Regions from separate parts of the Pan troglodytes genome. Here all the other regions are linked to region 1. The links are chromatin contacts, called in public HiChIP or PLAC-seq maps. All regions are on one chromosome and are shown on one strand. Each heading gives the region's core, a stretch centred on a gene start, on an enhancer-like site or on the middle of the called end of the contact. The rest is flanking DNA. Distances are from core to core; before and after follow the strand shown. Region 1 holds the start of PSMA2 (proteasome 20S subunit alpha 2). Region 2 holds the start of MRPS24 (mitochondrial ribosomal protein S24). Region 3 holds the start of STK17A (serine/threonine kinase 17a).

What was found. HiChIP or PLAC-seq counts read pairs in DNA pulled down with a chosen protein or histone mark.
Region 2: a contact with region 1 is called in an H3K4me3 HiChIP or PLAC-seq map of stem cell-derived excitatory neurons, with 2.5 times the contacts expected there. The contact joins the promoter of MRPS24 here to the promoter of PSMA2 in region 1. A contact is called at or near these places in 1 of 7 Hi-C or Micro-C datasets (stem cell-derived neural progenitor cells) and 1 of 1 datasets of contacts at active chromatin or transcription factors (stem cell-derived excitatory neurons).
Region 3: a contact with region 1 is called in an H3K4me3 HiChIP or PLAC-seq map of stem cell-derived excitatory neurons, with 4 times the contacts expected there. The contact joins the promoter of STK17A here to the promoter of PSMA2 in region 1. A contact is called at or near these places in 1 of 7 Hi-C or Micro-C datasets (stem cell-derived neural progenitor cells) and 1 of 1 datasets of contacts at active chromatin or transcription factors (stem cell-derived excitatory neurons).

Annotation. Positions count from the first base shown.
Region 1 is chr6:46,457,961-46,460,665 of NHGRI_mPanTro3-v2.0_pri, forward strand. PSMA2 (proteasome 20S subunit alpha 2) reads left to right here and starts at 1,338. Exons shown (of 8, transcript XM_528026.8): 1 at 1,338-1,562. The coding sequence starts at 1,522. MRPL32 (mitochondrial ribosomal protein L32) reads right to left here and starts at 1,297. Exons shown (of 3, transcript XM_528025.7): 1 at 1,164-1,297. The coding sequence starts at 1,293.
Region 2 is chr6:45,527,055-45,529,759 of NHGRI_mPanTro3-v2.0_pri, forward strand. MRPS24 (mitochondrial ribosomal protein S24) reads left to right here and starts at 1,321. Exons shown (of 4, transcript XM_001135905.6): 1 at 1,321-1,427; 2 at 1,508-1,576; 3 at 1,802-1,913. The coding sequence starts at 1,389.
Region 3 is chr6:45,813,482-45,816,186 of NHGRI_mPanTro3-v2.0_pri, forward strand. It overlaps STK17A (serine/threonine kinase 17a), which reads right to left and starts at 1,358. Exons shown (of 9, transcript XR_001719209.3): 1 at 929-1,358.

The sequences.
Region 1 (2,705 bases), core at 88-2,587:
ACTTTCAGGCTGCTTAGAAATTGAGTAGAATGTAAATGCCAAAGCAATGACAGTTTCAACATCCAAGATACTTCCAATTAAAATTAATTCCAAGTGAAACATGGGAAACAGAATTCATCTCCTCACAGCTCAAACACCACAGAAAACATGTACTGCGCGGGAGGGAGGGAGGAAGGGAGGAAAGAAGGGAGGGAAGGGAAGGGAAGAGGAGGGGGGAGAGGGGAAGCGGGAGGGGAGGTGAGGGCAGGGCTGGAAAGGAAAGACAGATCCAGAGAGTGGTGAGCCTTGATGCCAAGTGAGACCTGCAGAACTGTCCTCTCAGGACAACTCTGTACAAATCCCTGAACTCCACAGACTTGACCAAACTCTAGCATAGTTTCTAGCAGCATAAGGCTGTATCCTAGGATGACCTCGGCCCCCCCCTTTAAAGTGGCTGCCTGAGAAAGCTCAACGCTGCCTGGAAAATTTCCTATTTATTTTGGCCAACATACCCCGATAGTAGGTCCCGAACTCCCTTAGAGCATTTCCTGGAAAGGGCATATAACTGTAAATACGTATCCCTTGCAACTAACTCGGAAGCTTTTCTTTCAAGGCCCTGAGAGCCATTCCTTCGAAATCTAACCATTAGGAAGGATAGGGCCTTTGTCTCCCAGTCTCTGCGGGAGGATAGAATCCTCCCTAAGACAACTGCGAGCTAGCAGACACAGCCGGCTAATCACATTTGCACTGACTTCACTATACTACACTTCTCTGACTCTACAGAGCCCCTACACTCCCGCCTCGCTCATTCTCCCTTTAAAACGCCCAAAGTCACCTCTGCACAAACTGGGATGGAGCTCAGCTCTTTACCTGCAGTAGTTACTGAATAAAATCTGTTTTCAGCGCTTTACTTACTGGCTGGCTATGATTTATCTTTGACACAAGCTTGGGTTACATTCTGTGTACGAATGGAACAAGCAGAGGATTTTTTTTTTTTTTGCGGTGGAGGGAGCGCAAAAACAGTCGTTCTGTTCTCGCTAATATGGGAATGTCACGAACTACGTCCCCGACATGAGGCCGCGGATCAGACCCGGGGCTGAGGGCGAATTGTGTAAGCTGCGTCTGCTACGCTGCCCGAGGTCCCGTCATCAGCCCCCTCTCCCACGCAGCCCTTCTTTACCTACCCCACGGAGGACTGGGAAAGCCCGGCCGGCTCTGCGGAAGCTTCCGCAGCAGTCGCTCCCAGTAGTTTCGAAGCACTCCCCGGGCCGCAGGCCACGGCGAAACCACCAAGACCAGCATGGCCGGCGCCATTTTCCCTGCTGGAAGACCGCCCCGGTCCCGCCCCTGCTTTCAGCATGCGCACAGGCACAGAATCGGGCAAGCCTCGCTTCTTAGAACTACAACACCCCGCATGCTCTTGGAGCAGCTCTGACTCTCCTCCAATCATAGAGAGTAAAGGAAAGGCGAGGGGCGGGGAAATGAAAGTAAATCGGCCACAGTGCGCATGTGTGCGGCTGTGCTTTGGCTCTTCGGGTAAAGATGGCGGAGCGCGGGTACAGCTTTTCGCTGACTACATTCAGGTATGGAAGGGGCCCTCGAGGTCTTCAGCGTAGTCGAGGTTGCTGGTGCTCTGTCGATTTAGTTTTTCCCATCCTGACGTCGGCATTGGTGCTTCTGGAGGGTCCAGTAGGGAATGGAGGTGGAAATGCGGCTTTGCAAAGTCATTTGCCAGGCCGGCTCGGGATTCCTGGAGCTTCCTTGGTCGGAGGCTGCTGGAGGGTCGGGGGGATGCGGTTTTGCGGGGTTAACATGGGGCTGCGGGACGGTGAGGCACATAGCCAAGGATTCGCTTTCACTTTGGAGACTAGAAAAGAAGGCAGTTTCAGCTTAACCATCTCTGGGTGGCCCGTTCCGAACTCAGGATTTTTTTCCTGGCTCAAGTAGACCTGATGCGGTGGTTTCTGAAACTTGGAATCTTGGTCAAATATGTGGGGTTCCCTTTTCTTGGAAAACTCTCAGCTTTACAGTTAAGTCGGAGTCTTGGTCTCCATTTGGCACTAGTGTCTTTCAAAACCTCCCGCTTTCGGTTTCTTCGATGCACGAATTAGAAACATAAGGACGAAAAACCGAAAGCCCCTATCACTTTTTTGTGAACCCCTAACAACGAGGCAAGTTTGAGTTTTGGTCTTTTTTTGGTGGACTGGGGGGAACGTCGGGGAGGGTGATGTTTACTTTAAACAAGATTGTAGGCTTTTCTATTGTAGAAAAGGGGATTAGAATAATAAGTTTACTTTCCAAAATACAGTTGGGGCGAACCATGGCTCTCAACGTGAGAAAACCATCGCCGAAGACTTTTAAAAATTGACTGGGGAAGTTTTCTGACTTACCCATTTTCTTAAGGATCAGTAATGCCCAGTTTACTTAAAATGTACTCCTGACAACTGAAGGCAGGCGGGATCTAACTTGTTGAGTACTTTGTTAGGTGCAACTTAACCTTAACCTGCTCCATCTCTTTCCACTGCTATAATGAATGTTATCTCAGCTTCTTACAGATGAACTAACCACAGCTTGTACAAATTAAACAACTTGTCTAAGGTCATCGGTGAGTAGCTGAGTTGACATTCAAACTGGGTTTTTTTTCTGATAACAAAAATACACTTTCCATTACATAACGTTGTCTTAAATTCCAAAAGTACTTTTCTCTTGGCAGTTTTCAGTAAGCA
Region 2 (2,705 bases), core at 71-2,570, 930 kb before region 1:
AGGAAATGTTGAAAGTTCTTACATTTGCAAAGTATGCATTGGAGGGCACCTCATCCCTGTTCTGTCCCTTTATTCAATATGCATAACAGTTGGGGGCCGCAGTTTCTAAAAAGTAAGAATAAAACATTTCTGGTGAAGTGGACATGGAAGACCTTATCCTTTTATTACGGGTTTTTTGAGAACCCACCTTCATGTAATCAGAGGAATCTTGGTCATGGGAAATGGGCTGGACTGAAGTCAAGAGACTTGTGTCTTGGTCCCTCTTTCCCTCTTCTCAGTGTGGTCATGGGCAACTCATTTCCACCGTTCTTCCATTTCCCCTTCCCATGGATCATAATCCAGTCCTCCCCCTGACAGGAAACCGCAGCAGTATGCAAGTACTGTACCATTAAGGGGAATGATGTAGACCCAGAACGGCCAAAATATTGGCAATTTCACATCACTCAACCAAACACAACCCATCATTGATTAAATATTCTCTTGATCCTAATAGCTTTATAAGGTAGTACCATTATTAAGGCCCATTTTATAGATAATAGAACTGAGTCTTAACTGTACGAAGATTGTTATACATGGGTCTGACTCCAGAGCCCGTGTTTTTTCCATGACCGTGGTGACTTCTAAAATAAAATATCCCGCGTTGCTATTTTTCCGTTTGACATTAATAATTACTGGATACCAATAATAGTGGCGACGCGCTGGTTTCAGCATTACAGGCCCTGCGATATTCTCACGAATCTCCTTGCCCTCCGGCCCCTTCCCCGTACTTAAACTTTTCCTTCCTCAGGGGCCAGTCACCACTGTGGTCACATGTGGCAAACCCATTCTTGCATAACTGCGTAAGTCATCCTTGAAGAATTGGGTGACGTTTTAACCAAAATATGTTTCTTCTTTATTTGTGGATAAAAGTCTGGAGGGTTTTTCTGTTTTGTTTTTCTACGAATATTATTTGGAGGCATAACTAGGACCTGGGGAAACGCTTGGCTCCTCTTCGAGCCCCGAGGATGCACGTTGGGCAGGGCGGGCTCCGGTGGGCCGCACACCCATCACCCGTACTAGCGTGAGGTTGTCGAAGAGAAAATCTCACGTTTCGCATCCTCAAATTTCCGGATCTGAAACCCTATGCAAGCAGCAACCGCGGGAGAGCGAACAGCGGCGGGATGAGCATTCACAAGGCTGAGCATTCACAGGGCTGCGGGGAAGGCGGGAGTAACAGCTGGCAGCATACCGCGGCCCCGCCCCGCAGAGGCCCTGCCGCGGCCCCGCCCCGCAGAGGCCCTGCCCCGCCCCCGCCAGAGTACAGAGTACGAGCTCCGACTTGGTCTCGTCCGCGGTCGTCCCCACCCCTCAGCGCGCTGTGGTACGTCCCACGCTCCGCTTGGCCCAAGATGGCGGCCTCCGTGTGCAGCGGGTTGCTGGGGCCACGGGTGAGTGGGGCGACTCGGCAGGTCCCTGCGAGTCGGAGGTGGGGTCCCTAGTTTCCGCCTCACGCGCCCTCCCTCCACAGGTGCTGTCCTGGAGCCGAGAGCTGCCTTGCGCTTGGCGCGCCCTGCACACCTCCCCGGTCTGCGCCAAGGTGAGCACCGCCGGGGCGGGGGCCTGGGGGCCTGGGGGCCGGGGGCCGGGGAAGCCGTGCGGGCTGAAGGGGGCGTGTCGCTGGGGTCCGAGGCCGGGCTAGGGTCGGGGCTTAGGGATCAGGGGATTGGGGCCGGGGAACAGTGCCAGCTGACTGGGGGGACATGGCGCGAGGTAGGGGTCTGGATCGGGGATCTCGTGGAGTCACGGCCCCTTTTGCTCCTAGAACCGGGCGGCCCGAGTACGCGTAAGCAAGGGGGACAAGGCGGTGACCTACGAGGAGGCACACGCGCCGCACTACATCGCCCACCGTAAAGGCTGGCTGTCGCTGCACACAGGTGAGCGGACCCCAGGCCTCCAAAAGGAGCACTCAATCCGACTGTCATGTAAACAAAATGAACACGTGTCACAGGTTTTCTTTAACTCAGGAAATAATGCTAGGGTCAGAAATCTATGAAACCAACTCAAGGGAGACATAAAAAAGCAGAGATATATATAGATCAGGATGTTGAAACAAATTTGAAGATGGATGCAAAACTGACTTTTTCCATGGCAGGCAGGGACTCAATTGATCCTCCACTGAACAGAAATTATTTGCATGTCTACAGACAAGAATTATTTTGCATTCCTGTCAGTTATCTGTAACTTACAGAGCTGTAAAATAGCTCAGAGTCAAGGAAAGGAGTGAAACCGTTGCAGAATCTGATAACCCTGAACAGTGTGCTCTAAGGAATGCAGTTTTCCACTAAAGCACAAATTTTTCTCTGTAAATATATACAGACAACCCTCGTTATTCATGAATTCCATATTTTCAGATTCTTCTACTGACTAAAATTTATTTGTAAGCCCCAAATCAACACTCTGGGCACTCTCAAGGTCACTCTGAGATGTGGGTAGAGCTGCCACCCCAGGTGCATGTCCTGAGCTGAGGTCGACAAGGCTCTGCCTAGTTTCAGCTCTCATACTGTAAAAGGTGTCCTTTTTATGGTCTAGAATCTTTTTTTTTTTAATTTGCATTTTCATGCTTTTTGTTAGTGATTTTGCTGTTTAAAATGGCCTTGCAATGCTGAAGTGCTATCTAGTGTTCCTAAGCGGGAGAAGGCTGTGACGTGCCTTAGGGAGAACATACA
Region 3 (2,705 bases), core at 108-2,607, 640 kb before region 1:
AGAGTCTAACCCCTCCAAAGGCAAACACAGCAAGAAGGGCACGAATATGAACTCAGGTCTGCCCCCAAAGCCAGAGTATTTAACAACTTCTTCAAACTGTTCTCAAGGAAGAGTCGCCAAACCCCACAAAAATCACTCGATCACCCCTCTTCAGCATACAAAATGTAAAGCATCCCAACAGCCTGCACCTGCAACTTTAGAGACCAAGTTGTAAGCTCTCTCTACTCCCACAAAAAAAGGGTGGGCTAGCGTGGGGTGGGGGGAGAAGGCAAGAATCGGTTCCCAGCAAAGTAAAAAGAGCGAGAAAAGGGCCAAGCGCCCACGAAAGAAACCAATCTAAACTCGAAGCAAAGGGACCTAAATGCTTTAGAACTAAAACGGCAGAAAACCAACCAAGAAAACGAAAATGAATTCAGCAGAAGAGCGACACAAGGTAACAGAGCGCCGGTGCAAAGGAAGCGGTCACAACGGATACTGTATTTTATTAAAACCACACAGGGAGACCAAGAAAGTCGCAAGAGTTGAAGGAAAAATGCAAAGTCGGCTCCACAGACCTCTGGTTTTCAGACCCGCTGCTCGGGGTGAAAGGCAGAGCGCGGTCCGCACCTTCTCTCGTTAAATAGCCATTCGAAACGCCACAGAGGACGAAAGGGCTGAGGAGAGGAAAGTGTCCGTGCCTCCGCCGCCTCCGGGACCGCCATCGAGTTACCACCACTCGCTTGCTGGGCGCGGCGCGTGGAGGGGGCGGTGGTGCGACTCGGCTGCCCTACTCGCCGTCGGCACCCAAGTTTGTGCCAAGTCACAACGCGCGTTATCGGCAGCAGCAACGCCACCTCAGCCTCGCCGCCGCGGCCCCGGCACTTATCGGCGCCCGCGTCCCGCCCCGCGCGTCCGGGAAGGTTCCGCGCCGGGCCCCGCCCGTCCTCACCTGCCCAGCTCCCGGCCCGGGCACAGGCTGTAGCCGTCCTGGAAGGGCTCGGTGCGCACCACGGCGCGTATCTCTGTCAGCAGCCCGCGGGCCTGGGGCGGCGGCGGCGGCCGGCACGGCCCGCTCAGACCCCGGCCTGCCCGGCCCGAGCCTGAGGTGGCGCCTGGGGAGGAGCCGCCGCTGCCTGGCTTCTCCAAAGGGATCATGGTGTTCAGGCCCGCTTCTTTCCTGGCCGCCTGTTCGCTCCGAGCAGCCGGAGGGTCACGGACCCGCCCCCGGCTCCTAGTGCCGGTCCGCGGAGCCTTCAAACACCCGCTCTCCCCAGCGCGGCGCTCGGACTGCGGCAGGCAGACTACCGGTAGCTCGGGCCTGCCCCGCGCCCCGCGACCGGCCCCGCCCCCGTGACCGCCCCGCGCCTGCCCTGCACCCTGCTTCTGGCCCCGGCCAAACCCTCCCCACGTCCGCCCCGCGCCCGACCCCGCCCCAGCCTCACTCCGTGGCCGCCCGCCCCCTCGCTGAGCTCCCGCGGGGTCCTGGGCGCCCGATGCCTCACGCGCGCCCTCTGCAGCTCAGAGGGAGAAGGTGCAGCTTTCGGGACGGCCCGGAGGCTGGAGGCGACTCACAGCACCACCCTTTGGCCAGGACAGCCTACTGCGTTAGCAGAGTTGCGCACCTGTTGAGCGTCTGAGAGTCACAAAAGCTGACCTTCGGTTAATAAAAGGCATTTGAGCTGTAAGCGGGACTTCACGTGGTGAGGAGGGGAGGGGTCTGGAGGCACTTCGGTTAATAAAAGGCATTTGAGCTGTAAGCAGGACTTCACGTGGTGGGGAGGGGTGATGAGATCCTGATCTCCGTACACTGGGAGAGGGGTCTGGAGGCAGAGTTGTATAAATATTATTAACCCTGCACACCAGCCCTATGAAATAGACACTTTATATTGTCTGTAGTCGTCTCTATATTTACTTTCGAGGTCCTCTCATCCGGTCTTACGACTTTAATTACCATCTATATGCTCATGACTACAGAATTTGTATCTCTAGCTTCCAAATATTCCCTGAACTTCAGACTGGTGTATTTGACTATGCATTTGGCATCTCCACTTACATGTCAAATTAGCATCTCAGACTTAACATACACAAAAGTAAGTTGCTGATTGGTCTTCATGAATGCACTCCTACCCAGCTTTCCCCGTCTCAGTTTTCTTCATCTCCTTCCTTCTAGCTGTTCAGGCCAAAAATCTTGGGATGAGCATTGATTCCTCTCCCATGCTCATCTCCAGTTTGTCAGTAAACCCTCTTGTCTTTTCCTTCAAACTAGATGCGGCGTTTGATCACTTCTCTCTATTTCCACCTTACCACCATGGCCTGAGCCATCGTTATCTCTTAATAAGCCACCTGGATTATTGTGATAGTTTACTAACTGGACCACCTGCTTCCATCCTTCTTCCTCCCTAATGCCACATAGTTCATTTTCAAGGCAATGAGAGTGATCTTTTAAAAATCGAAACCAAATCACGCCACTGCTCTACTCAGACTGTCTCAGTGGAGTTTTGCTTCTGGCACTGATATACTAGTTTATTTGTGTTCAATATTCTAAGAAAAAATAGAAAAGTTGACAAAAGTTAAAAATTTCCTCTCCCAGCAAGGACTTGGATGACTGAAATCCTGGAAAGATAGGCAGCTCAGAAAGCCACCACTTTTCCCATGAGGTATTTGATGATTTTAAAGCCATGGCTGAAAGAGTGAGAAAGTAAGCAGAGCTTTCAGTCATCTCATGG